Regions from separate parts of the Sus scrofa genome. Here all the other regions are linked to region 3. The links are chromatin contacts, called in public HiChIP or PLAC-seq maps. All regions are on one chromosome and are shown on one strand. The core of a region is the stretch at or near the end of the contact, and the rest is flanking DNA. Distances in the headings are between cores, read along the strand shown.

Region 1 (2,700 bases), core at 36-2,535, 240 kb before region 3:
GATTGCTGTGGCTCTGGCGTAGCGGTGCAACAGCTCCGATTCGACCCTAGCCTGGGAACCTCCATATGCCGCGGGAGCGGCCCAAAGAAATAGCAAAAAGACAAAAAAAAAAAAAAAAAGTATCTAATATGATTCTATTATTTAACTGTTAGGCACTTCAGTATATCCTAGAACCTTTGTCCTAGGCTGGTTAATGAAATGCTGAGAAAAGAATCTAAGTCTCTCAGGCTTATTTGACAAGTGAATCTTTATTCTTGGAGTGCTGATAACATCTCCTAGAACTAATGTTTTGCTGAATCATTTGGAAATTACAGATCAAGATCAGGGTACTAAACCTGCATCTGAATCAAAATGCAAATGCCTGCCCTCCACCCATGACCTGAAGAATCTGTAACAAGATCCCCCAGGCAATTCTCTCTTGCTTGTTCGCGCTAGCTTTTTTTGCCACGCCCACCGCAGGTGAAACTTCCCAGGGGCCAGAGGTAGAACCTGTGCCACAGCAGTGTTGACGCTGGATCTTTAACCCACTGGGCTACCTAGGAACTTCCCCCTCAAGTAATTCTGAATTGCCATCAGCTTTGGAAACAGCCGATATAGATCATTTTTAAGGCTCCTTATAAGACAAAGCAGTGTTTGGGAAAGGAGAATTTGAAAGAAGGTGTCAGAAGTATGTTTGGTACAAATCAAGCAAGGTAAGGGATAAGAAAATATCATTAACTGTTGACTAAGACAAGGTCATAAGGGACCTTATTACATGTTTTGGTCCCTGTAAATTGAATTCTACCCATTTCTCTAACACGTTTCTCCAACATGATTATAGCTGTTCACCCTTCCTCTTGTACAGTAAGCTACGAAGCAAGACTACGTGGTGCTATTAGAGTGCAAACCAGCACTGACCCATTTCTTCCCCTTGTGTTTCTTTCCCTCTTCCTGCTTTGCATCTCCATTTACTTGGCTGGCAGATTTTCACCCATCAGGCCTCAGCTCATACGCCATTCCTCAGAGAGGCTTTCCCTGGCCACCTGAGTAGTCTCCCCTAGTTACCATCTCATTCCAGTTTATTTCCTTTTATAGCACTTTTAGAGAAAAATATTGTAAGAGCATTTTAAAACACAACTGGGTATTCTCTCCAATGCTTCACCAACTCTTCATTTCAGTCATGTTGCTTCCAGTGCCCCACCACCCTTCACTCTGCATTGTGGATTTGTGTACAGACACCTCTCCCAAGGCTTGGGCATGGATTTCCTGGTCTCTGGGACTTGTGTCAAGTTAGGGTTAAAGATCTTTCAGGCTACTGATGTTTCTGCCTGCACTCACTTCCTTTAACCACAGAGGTTCTGGTTCCCCTGCAGTTTCCCATTTTCTGTGAGCCACAGAAGGGAAAAAAAAAGAACTCGTCTTTCCCTCTTTCTGCTTGATTTTCTCTCCTCTCTGTACCCCCACAGTCTCACACCCCTGGCTTCAGCCTCCTCCTGCCCAGCCAGAGAAAGCTTCAGAAGGCCTTTCTTGTCTCCCAGTAGGCTCTAGACTCAAGTGAAAACAATTTTGAATTTGCAGTCAAAAAATCCAGAAGAAAATTCTAATTACATAGAGTCTCAGCTTCCTCAACATTCTCTGTTTACCTCACAAAAGGCTTTTATATGGAAAAATAAGCACAGTAAAATGCAGAATAATATTTTTGAAATGTAACCTCCTTGTGACTTGTAAGGGTAGAAATATAATTGTTTGTTCCCATCTCAGATCTGCTGAGTTTGCCTGTTTGATTTGCATACAAAATTAAGTTGCAGCAAATTCTTCTGAGGCTGTTCAGGCGAACTATTGCCTTGGTCCCCAGAGCAGTCCCGGTTACACAAGCAAACTGCAAGATGCTTCAACACAGTGAAGCTGTTGCCTTAATTTACAGTGCTTGCTTAATCTGGCGCCAATATGAGTTTCATAACTTTTTAAATATATTCTTATTTCTTCACTAAAATTAAAAATAAATTTAGTATTTTGCTTAAGTAGAAGATGTGAACATTCCAGGGTTTGTTTACACAACTTAAATTATGCAAATGTTCAAGTACTTTTTTTTCTTTCTTTTGCACTCATCACCATCTTTTCAAGAGAAGTGAAAGTGAATCTTAAGCTTTCTTTTTAACTCTAGGATAAGATGGCTAGGGGCAAGGGAAGACCAAACTTGATTAAAATATGCCTTGCAACTTTATACATTCTTTGCATCTCATGAGTACTGGATTTAATCAGAAGTCTAATCCTAGGAATTACTTTAACAGAATGGTACTAGAAAACTAAAGAATTACTATTACATTTTAAAGAATAAGCCTTGTATGTGATTAAAAACAAAAAATGGAGTTCCCTTTGTGGTGCAGCAGAAATGAATCTGAGTCATATACATGAGGATGCAGGTTCAATCCCTGGCATTGGGGATTGGGGATCCGGCATTGCCATGAGCTGTGGTATAGGCTACAGATATGGCTGTGGCTGTGGCGTAGGCTGACAGCTGCAGCTCCGATTCAACCCCTTGCCTGGGAACTTCCATATGCCGTTGGTGTGGCCCTAAAAAAGCAAAAAAACAAAATAATAAAAAGTTGATTATTATCCAAGAGGAAAATCACCATTATCCTTTATCAATGAAAGGAACTTTTAAATGTTACTGTATTAGGGTTCCCAGAGAATCAGTACCAATGGACTACATAGATATAT
Region 2 (3,015 bases), core at 71-2,570, 160 kb before region 3:
CCTACGCCACAGCCACAGCAGCACCAGATCTGAGCCATGTTTGCAACCTACACCACAGCTCACGGCAACGCTGGATCCTTAACCCACTGAGTGAGGCCAGGAATCCAACCCACAACCTCATGGTTCCTAATCTGATTCATTTCCTCTGCGCCACGATGGGAACTCCTGTGTGTGTGTGTGTTCTATTTTTTGAATTGTAATTATTCTATTCCTGTGTCTCCATTTCACAGTGGGTATACTGGAGCAGATAACATCTTTCAGTTTATAGTTTGACTGCACTGAGCGGATGGGTATTTGGGGTGTCTGCCTTGGTGAGGGATATATTACTCTGCATGATAAGAAAGGTGCATTTGCATAGGTCATAGGGATAACATGTGGCAGAAATAGCTAGTTTCCCCCTAATAACCTTTTTTTAGTGGCTCAGCTGCTCTTGCAGGTAAAGACTACTTTTCCCAGCTTCCCTAAGAGCTATGTGACTAAATGTTGGCTAATTGGTTAAGTGAAAGTCTTGTAGGGTAACTCCTGGGAACTTCCCAACTGATCTGAGCCTCTGTACTCCCTTTTTTCCTTCTTCCTCTTCCCTGAAACTTTACTACCACCCCTTTGGGCCATTGAGTCCAAGCACACATGGTGTATAAACCCTATTTTTCACTCTTTACCATAACCAGCTTGAACCGTCTATGTAGTCTTTTACCTAACAGAGAAATAAACCCCTATCTTATTTAAGCCACTGCTGTTGTTTCTTCTTAGGTACAGTTTAACCTAATACTAAAAGGTGGAGACCTACTCCTATTCCCATCCCATCTGATATATAAGTAATAATAATAATTCCAAAGGGGCTGAAGATCTAGCCAGATCAAATGGTGAATGTTTTTGGAACTAATAGTCTTAAGTTAAAGAAAACCTTACCAAAACAAACAAACAAACAAAAAGCTCTCAGAAGTCATGAAGGGAAAGACTGCCATTTCCGATACCAAAACTTCTAACATTTTTGACCACATAAGAAACCATTACTAATGGTTACAAGTACTTTTCTCTCTCTCTGCTTTTTCCCTTTTAATTATATGTTTGGCATATTTTGTAGTCAAAAATGCTGTCACTGAGGTTTCAAAATTCTACTTGAAAGGAAAAGCAGTTTATGCTTCTGAACATGTGCTTGAGTGGGATATTTCTGAATGTTTCACCAGTGGTTAAGGCGGCAGTTCCTGAGGCAAACCAGCAGGTGTCACTGTTCTCATTTCAGGCAAATAGTTCCCAGAGATATTGAAAAGGCGGAAGTCAGGCTACCATGTGCTTTGTCAGACCACGTGGAGCACCTGGGCTTGTCATGACTTGGCTGTTACTCATCAGGATAGTGCTAGTTCTAGGAAATAAATGTTTCAGTTACCGTCTAAGGAAAGGACACTTATGATGTGGAAATGCTTAGTAATAAATTAGGGGATTGCCTACTAATGCTTGTAAAAAATTTTTTTTGAGATATTTAAGCCAGAGTACAGCCTTTCCTGTCTTTGACATCAAGGACTCACTTAAAAGTCTTAGGAAAGCATGATCCCTCTTCTCAGAAAAATGCATGTGTGTCTGTACATCCATATCTCTCTCTCTTGCTCTCTCAACATATGCATACTTCATATCATACAATTTAAGAGAGTTCATGTTCCCCATAATCTATTGTTTCCTGATCTGAGTAATGTTTCAACATATGCTATAGAAAAAAAATTTTGCAGAACCCCACCATTAGGGTTAAATTATTTTTTTAAATCTTAATTCTTTCGTTTAACACATTTTTCTCCACCTCCTCCCATTGGCAGACACTGTTTAGGTATTTGGCAAAGCAGTAGAGGGTTAGACAATAAAACTCCTTACTAGCTAGGGGAGAGAGAGGCACTAAGCAAGTAAATAAGAAAATGCCAGTTAGTGATGTGTATAAAGGAAACACTTCTGCTCCCAATGTCATCACACTAATGCAAAGCACCTAGACTGTGGAAACAACCTTTCTGGTTTTTGGCTTCTACTTTTATTTCTCTCCAATCTATTTCCTATATTGCCACAGCAGAGTGGTCTTTTTTATGATGCATATCTTGTCGTTTCCCTTCCTCACTAAAAGTCTTTAGCACCCTCTTATTAACAGGACCTCTGTCTGCCTCCTCAGGCATTGTACCACTTCTTTCTTTCCCTCCTGGCCCCTCTACACTGGCCTCCTTTCTGTTTCTGGAATGTATTCAGTGCTGTCTAACTCTGGGCCATTGTACATGCTGTTCTTTCTCCCCTGGTTCTCAGCTCACCCCCACTTCCCCTGCTTCAGCTGTCACATGGCCTCCATTTTCTCCTCAAGTCTCAGAACAAATCTCACCTCCTCAGAGACATCTTTCCCAAACAACCTAGCTAAAGTAGTCCTCCCTGCCCCTCTCCAACCAAGGCGCTTATTCCATTCATGTTACCTACAACAGTCTCGTGTTACCTTGGTCCTTTCTGTGGTGAATCAATTTGAAGGTTTTTGTTTGTTTGTTTTTTTTTGTTTTACTTTTTAGGGCTGTATCCGAGGCATATGGAGGTTCCCAGGCCAGGGGTCCAGTCGGAGCCACAGCTACCAGCCTCGCCACAGCCGTAGTCACAGCCACAGCCACGGGGATCCTAGCCGCATCTGTGACCTACACCACAGCTCAGGGCAACACTGGATCCCCGACTCACTGAACGAGACCAGGGATCAAACCTGCATCCTCATGGATACTAGTCGGATTTGTTTCCATTGAGCCACAATGGGAACTCCCAATTTGAAGTATTGATGACTTTGTTTCTTCATGTTCCTTCATCCCTCCTTCCCCAAATCTTATTCAGACCAAAAGGCACAAAGCTATAATTGCCTAAGGGGAAGGAGAGGAAATTGGGAACAAGGACAAATAAAGCCTTGAATTTTTACATTCAAAGTCTAGATCTTGAGATTGTATTGAAAGAATATTAGCTTAGGTAGGTTTTCTTCATGCTCTTGGTACCAAATAAGACCTATAAACTGTGTGC
Region 3 (2,911 bases), core at 237-2,736:
TGCCTAACAGTTTAGTAACCAGCTTTGATTTGACTCCTCACTGGCTGTGAATCTGAAAATCTTCACAACGATAGTTTTGGGAGGTAGAAATGAAAAAGCTGCTCCTTCTCTTTGTATGTAGTTGTTGTCTTTTAGAATATATAACTTGAACCTACTATTCCAAGACTGTATAATGCTGAACCATTTTAATGGCACTTGACTATGATTCTAAGAATTACACCAGAAAGAAAAATGTGAGTTGGTTTTATTGATGACGTATTCATATGTTCCCTCTTCTTTCCCTCTCTCTTTTTTTTTTCAGTAAGCATGTTTTTGAACACACTGACACCGAAGTTCTACGTGGCCCTGACAGGCACTTCCTCACTAATATCAGGGCTTATTTTGGTAAGTGGTGGACTTCTTCCTATTTAAAAAAACTGGAGTTCCCGTCGTGGCGCAGTGGTTAATGAATCTAACTAGGAACCATGAGGTTGCTGGTTCGATCCTTGCCCTTGCTCAGTGGGTTAACGATCCGGCGTTGCCGTGAGCTGTGGTGTAGGTTGCAGACACAGCTCGGATCCCGCGTTACTGTGGCTCTGGCGTAGGCCGGCGGCTACATCTCCGATTGGACCCCTAGCCTGGGAACCTCCATATGCCGTGGGAGTGGCCCTAGAAAAGGCAAACAAAACAAAACAAAACACCTGCTGACTATTAATATGTAATATGAAAAAATTCTGGAAGAATATACACCAGCATCTTACAGTGATTGTGTGTGTGTATGTGTTGGATTGGGGGACCAATAGAGGCCTTTTACTCTCCAGGTTATATGTTTTTAAAATATTTGAAAAAAAATTTAAACAATCATATTTTACTTTTGTTGAAGGGCAAAACAAAATGGAAAATAAAGGAAGACATAATTTGTGTCAAACTCCAGTGTCTAAGATGCTATAAAATAAGTGTGACTTAAACTAAAATGTTTTTCATCACCCTTTTCCAAATTGATTATTGGACATAAGGTCAGTAGAAGTATAGCTCAGTTTCTTTAAATGTACTAATGTGGATGTGGAAATTCTAAGCTTTTTTCTCCTTCATCTCTTTTTCTTTTAAAATTTACATATATTTCCCCATTGCCCCCTTAAAAATATCCCAAATGGGCAAAAAGCAATATGATAATGATATTGCTCAGGCTCCATTACCTTATGCTCTAAAATAGTTATAGGTATAATAAGTTATAACATCTGCAGTCATTTTCTTTAAATAACCTTAAAAGGGGCCATCTAAAATAGTGGAATCAGTCTAATGTAAGTATATTAAGGACCTTTAAGGAGAAAGGTTTTAGAAAGCTTTTTTTTTTTTTTCTCTACACATAATGCTGTGATTACCTATTACTATAGAGACAGGGACAACAAATATAATGACGTAATTGCTAGTGTTGTTTCCATTGTACTAATACAAAACTTGCCTTAGATCACATACTGACGAATGGTGGAGCAGGATTTCAGCCCAGACTGTCTTGAACCAGAGCCTGTGCTTTTGTCACTCATTTTCCTGCCTCTCTGGTTAAGTTCTCAGCTGTTTTTTTTTTTGTTTTGTTTTGTTTTTTGCTTTTTAGGGCTGCACTGGCAGCACATGGAGGTTCCCAGGCTAGGGGTCGAATCAGAGCTACAGCTGCTGGCCTACATCACAGCCACAGCAATACCAGATCTGAGCTGTGTCTGAGACCTACACCACAGCCCATGGCAAGGCCAGATCCTTAACCCACTGAGCAAGGTCAGGAATTGAACTCGCATCCTCATGAATCTTAGTCAGGTTGCTAACCGCTGAGCCACTATGGGAACTCCTCGGCTGTTTTTCTAGCTTGCTGAATAAGTGGCAGGTCTGGATTTTATTCTAGTAGTATCTTGGTATGGGTTCACTAGGCTATAAATAAATTACCAGAAAGTGGGTTATTTCCTTTCACTCTGGTTTTCTAGGACCAACAGTCATTTTCCCTTCTCAGTCAGGGATGGTGACATCCCATCGGCTTACTTCTCTTACCCTCCAAATGAAGGGATTTCCTTAGACCGTGACCACCTTTGCAAATCCAGGCTGGCAAGGCTTTCTCCTGTGTGTGGAGTGCAGCTGCTGAAGCCTGATGTGTTATTTGATGTTATCCAGCAGCATTCTTAGGAAGCAAAGGATACTTCTGACTGACGTAAAACTTTGAGGAAAGGAAAACCTCTGATGTGTGAAGATTTTGGAAGGTCTTCTCAAAAATGCTTGGTCTGTACTGAGAACGAAGTCACTGCAATATGGGAATAGCTCTTGATAGCTTTAGGTTTCTGCTTTAGATATTATTGACACTGGTATTATCCAGCCTTGGGGGGTTCAGCTTTGCTAGCCCTTGAAATGCACTCAGAGTTGAGGTTTCTATTTAGACTCTGTTCTTTTATGCCGTGTGCATTTCATGGAGAGGCAACATTGGTAAACGATAAGATATTTTTTGCAAAATAGCTGTGTGTATAGAACTTCTTAGTGGTTCGTTTCCTGGCACTGGAGAGACAATTACCTAACTGGTGTTCCCTGAGCAATGTCAAGAGAGCCAAGCTGTGAACATTGAAAGTGCAGGACTGTCCCTGAGGAAATTGGTTGTTTGGGGACCTCAAGATTCCCACACTGGAGTCTGAAATTATGATGCAATGTGATGTCTGAACCATTTTAATGGCACTTGACTATGATTCTAATAATTATGACACAAACAGAAAAAAAAAACCCTACTATTTCACTTTTGAAGGAAATATCAATTAACTGAACAAACATACATAGAAATAAAATGTGTTTGAAATGCTTTTATACTAATGTGTTTAGTAAGTGAGGACTCAGCAATGTGTATTTTACTAGATATCACTGCTCATTCTTAATTTCACAAGTTGAAAGCCAGCAATGAGTTTGT
Region 4 (2,814 bases), core at 69-2,568, 250 kb before region 3:
CGCTGCTAGCAGCTTCAACTAGGTCCATTATTCCTGAAAGGGATTAGGCAGCACATCACAGTGTCCACCACAACACCGGTTTGTATGTGGTATTTTTCATAATAAACATTGTCTTAAAGGAAAAAAATGGATAAAGCAGGAAGGCCAAGCTGTACAAGGAAACAGTTTAGGAGTGGTACAGAATCTCAGACAAGACAGGACAAAGTCAGGAACTTAATATGATGAGATAGGATGTGGAAGAAAACTGAACACTGATTTGGGTGTCTGTCCATAGAGTAATATGTGGGCTTTCTGCTGGAAGAGACGAAACCAGTAAATCAGGTGTGATTGGGTAATATTACTCAGACTACCCTGATTAATAGACATAGTGGAGTCAGCATCAGGAGATGAGTTAAGCTTAACAACTCCCAAGAAGTTGCATATCAGGCCTCTGTTCTGTCCCCACCAACTGCAGGGAACAAATGTGGATGAGGACTTTTATTCTGAGTCCGAGAAATCTATGTTCCTTTGATTATAAAATAGAAAACAACAGAAGAGGGTCCAGTGTGGTAATGAAAGATACCTTGAGAATTCTAGCCTTGAAATAACGCTCATATGATAATAAGAAATTTTGTTTTCTCTCTTGCTACTGACCATCTTGTCATAATAAATGCTATTTATTAGTCCTCCACTATGAACCAGGCACTGTCTTAAGTGCTTTATGTGTATTGTATCATTCATTCTGCACAATAGCTAAATGAGGTAGGTGCTACAATTATTCCCATTTTAGTGATAAGAAAATGAAGACACAGGTGAATTGAATCATTTTCTCATCGTTTCCCATCTTGTAGTAGGTCAAGCACTGAATCTAAACAGTTTGGCCCCAGAGACTATCTGCTGTCTGAACGCTCAGCTGCCTCCCAAAGATGGAAAATATCAACCTCCGTGATGACAGGAAGTGGGTATTGCACAGCTCTCTAGGCAGAAGTGCAGAACGACTTATTGGTCAAGTAGAGGGCTCAGTTCTGGGATGCCAATGCTGCATCTGGTCATGGAGGCCATGCCTTGGTGGAAAAGGCTATGTATGCGGTGACAGGCGGCAGGACTCTAAGGACCAGAGACAGCCTAACCCTGGCTCTCACTCTGATTCCACCCTGAGCCCCAAGTTCTATATCTCAGTTGCTCCCTATACACACAAAAATGAGAAATAATGAGGATCATGACCTGAAGTTATTTCTGCAGATGGATTTTAAGAGGGTAAGATGTACAGTGTCGGTAAATAAGGAAGGATGTTGACGATGTCTTCATTTCTTAGAACAGCAACAGAAACTAAGTGAAAAAGAAAAGGGAAATCTGTTCTCTGAGGCAGAATATGTCAACACTGGGGTGGAAACCTTAGAACTATCCCCATAACAGAGAAGCTATGAAATTGACCCTACAGGCAGATTGGCTGGATCCATGGTCTGCCTCCACAACTGAGAAACTAGAGACCTTGGACAAGATACTGAAATCCTCTGTGCCTTAAACATGGAAAAGATGGCACCCACCTCATAGCACTACCATGAAAAATCGATAGAACTAGCCCAAGTCAAATGTTTAGAACAGGACTTGACCCAAGATGTTCTAAGTACCTATTTGCTATTATTATCTCTTCCTGGGTAGTAGGGCATTGTTTTCCTTGACAATTCCATTCCGGTCTTTTTTTCTCCAGGAAATCAGGGTGTGGTTCTGGGATCAAAAGTATTCAGAGTAACAAAGTGACTAACCATTCTGTCTGGAAGGAAGGCAAGTATCCAAGCTAATAAGCAGGCTAATTCTATTCTAATTCTAGAATAAGAAACCTAGTTCTAATACCTGGAAACACATCAAAGTTTATGATTTAAAAAACAGAAGACATAATCACACCCTCTGGCCCTCTTGTTCCTTGTATGTGAAGTGTGGTGGAGGTTATGGGTTCAACTGCTGGCTTCCAAATTGGTTTCTGCAGACTTGTGATATTCCTCAGAGGTTTTGGAGGCTCAGGGGTGGGGTGAGGGTTACAGAGAAGAAACTGCAGGCAAGATCCCAGTCCTCACGTCAGCCAAAGTGGCTCCACTTACATCTGTTTTATATATTATTGTAACTGTAAGAACAAAATACCTGTAGAACTATAGGCCCTTGACTAAAAATGTAATCAAGTTCTTCCCAGAGTAAGAGTCTCAAGGCTCCTTTTTTTGTAATTAAGGGCGCAGCCATTAAAATATTATACCCTTTTCTTTAATTCATGACTAATCCAAATGAGCATAATTTGGAAAGCAGCAGGGAGGGGAATGAACAAATTGAATTAATTCCTGTGCTGAATGTTAATGTAGTATCAGAGAAAGGGAGATGCTTTGCAAATTCAAGGCAGAAAATATTTTTATCCTTCTTAGGAATTTAGACAGCTCCATGTCTAAGAAGTACTTTTCTCATGACAGATGTGTGTGGTTGGTCTAACAGGCAGACCCACAACGAATGACTTACACATTAGACACAGTGCCTACGGCCCATGATACTTTTAAAGCCTCACCAAAATGTTTTAATTTTCATTTATTTTAAAATCAGAACAGAAACATATGTATATTACTATTATTGACCGTATACAAATAGTCTGCCAGTTACTTCTCCAGCAAAAATGGATTTATTTGAAATCCGTGGAGAATTGCAATTCAGGATCTGCAGCCGTGGCAAGCCACATGCAAGTTCCCACAAGGCAAGGGAAGGAGAGCACATTTAGAGAGAGGAAAAGGAAGTTGGGAGGGCCATAGTAAAGAAAAAGTCCCCGGCTTTTCATTGGATGAGTCCTTGCCAGGAAAG

The links. HiChIP or PLAC-seq counts read pairs in DNA pulled down with a chosen protein or histone mark.
Region 1: a contact with region 3 is called in an H3K27ac HiChIP or PLAC-seq map of alveolar macrophages. The contact joins two enhancer-like sites. A contact is called at or near these places in 1 of 5 promoter capture datasets (fetal liver), 3 of 47 Hi-C or Micro-C datasets (brain, embryonic fibroblasts and fetal skeletal muscle) and 1 of 2 datasets of contacts at active chromatin or transcription factors (alveolar macrophages).
Region 2: a contact with region 3 is called in an H3K27ac HiChIP or PLAC-seq map of alveolar macrophages. The contact joins two enhancer-like sites. A contact is called at or near these places in 1 of 5 promoter capture datasets (liver), 18 of 47 Hi-C or Micro-C datasets (alveolar macrophages, embryonic fibroblasts, epiblast stem cells and 10 more) and 2 of 2 datasets of contacts at active chromatin or transcription factors (alveolar macrophages and skeletal muscle).
Region 4: a contact with region 3 is called in an H3K27ac HiChIP or PLAC-seq map of alveolar macrophages. The contact joins two enhancer-like sites. A contact is called at or near these places in 1 of 47 Hi-C or Micro-C datasets (embryonic fibroblasts) and 1 of 2 datasets of contacts at active chromatin or transcription factors (alveolar macrophages).

What each region holds. Positions count from the first base shown.
Region 1 is chr18:29,375,411-29,378,110 of Sscrofa11.1, reverse strand. No RefSeq gene overlaps it. Among named protein-coding and RNA genes, the nearest start is that of CAPZA2, 12 kb to the right of the region's middle. Within about 2 kb of position 1,285, at least 11 of the 83 cell types and tissues checked have an H3K27ac peak or open chromatin away from gene starts, as enhancers often do. A contact at or near this core is called in alveolar macrophages, where this site is marked.
Region 2 is chr18:29,303,411-29,306,425 of Sscrofa11.1, reverse strand. No RefSeq gene overlaps it. Among named protein-coding and RNA genes, the nearest start is that of ST7, 20 kb to the right of the region's middle. Within about 2 kb of position 1,320, at least 8 of the 83 cell types and tissues checked have an H3K27ac peak or open chromatin away from gene starts, as enhancers often do. A contact at or near this core is called in alveolar macrophages, where this site is marked.
Region 3 is chr18:29,140,351-29,143,261 of Sscrofa11.1, reverse strand. It overlaps ST7 (suppression of tumorigenicity 7), which reads left to right. Exons shown (of 15, transcript NM_001123198.1): 2 at 302-384. Among named protein-coding and RNA genes, the nearest start is that of ST7, 140 kb to the left of the region's middle. Within about 2 kb of position 1,486, at least 8 of the 83 cell types and tissues checked have an H3K27ac peak or open chromatin away from gene starts, as enhancers often do. A contact at or near this core is called in alveolar macrophages, where this site is marked.
Region 4 is chr18:29,394,250-29,397,063 of Sscrofa11.1, reverse strand. No RefSeq gene overlaps it. Among named protein-coding and RNA genes, the nearest start is that of CAPZA2, 31 kb to the right of the region's middle. Within about 2 kb of position 1,318, at least 1 of the 83 cell types and tissues checked has an H3K27ac peak or open chromatin away from gene starts, as enhancers often do. A contact at or near this core is called in alveolar macrophages, where this site is marked.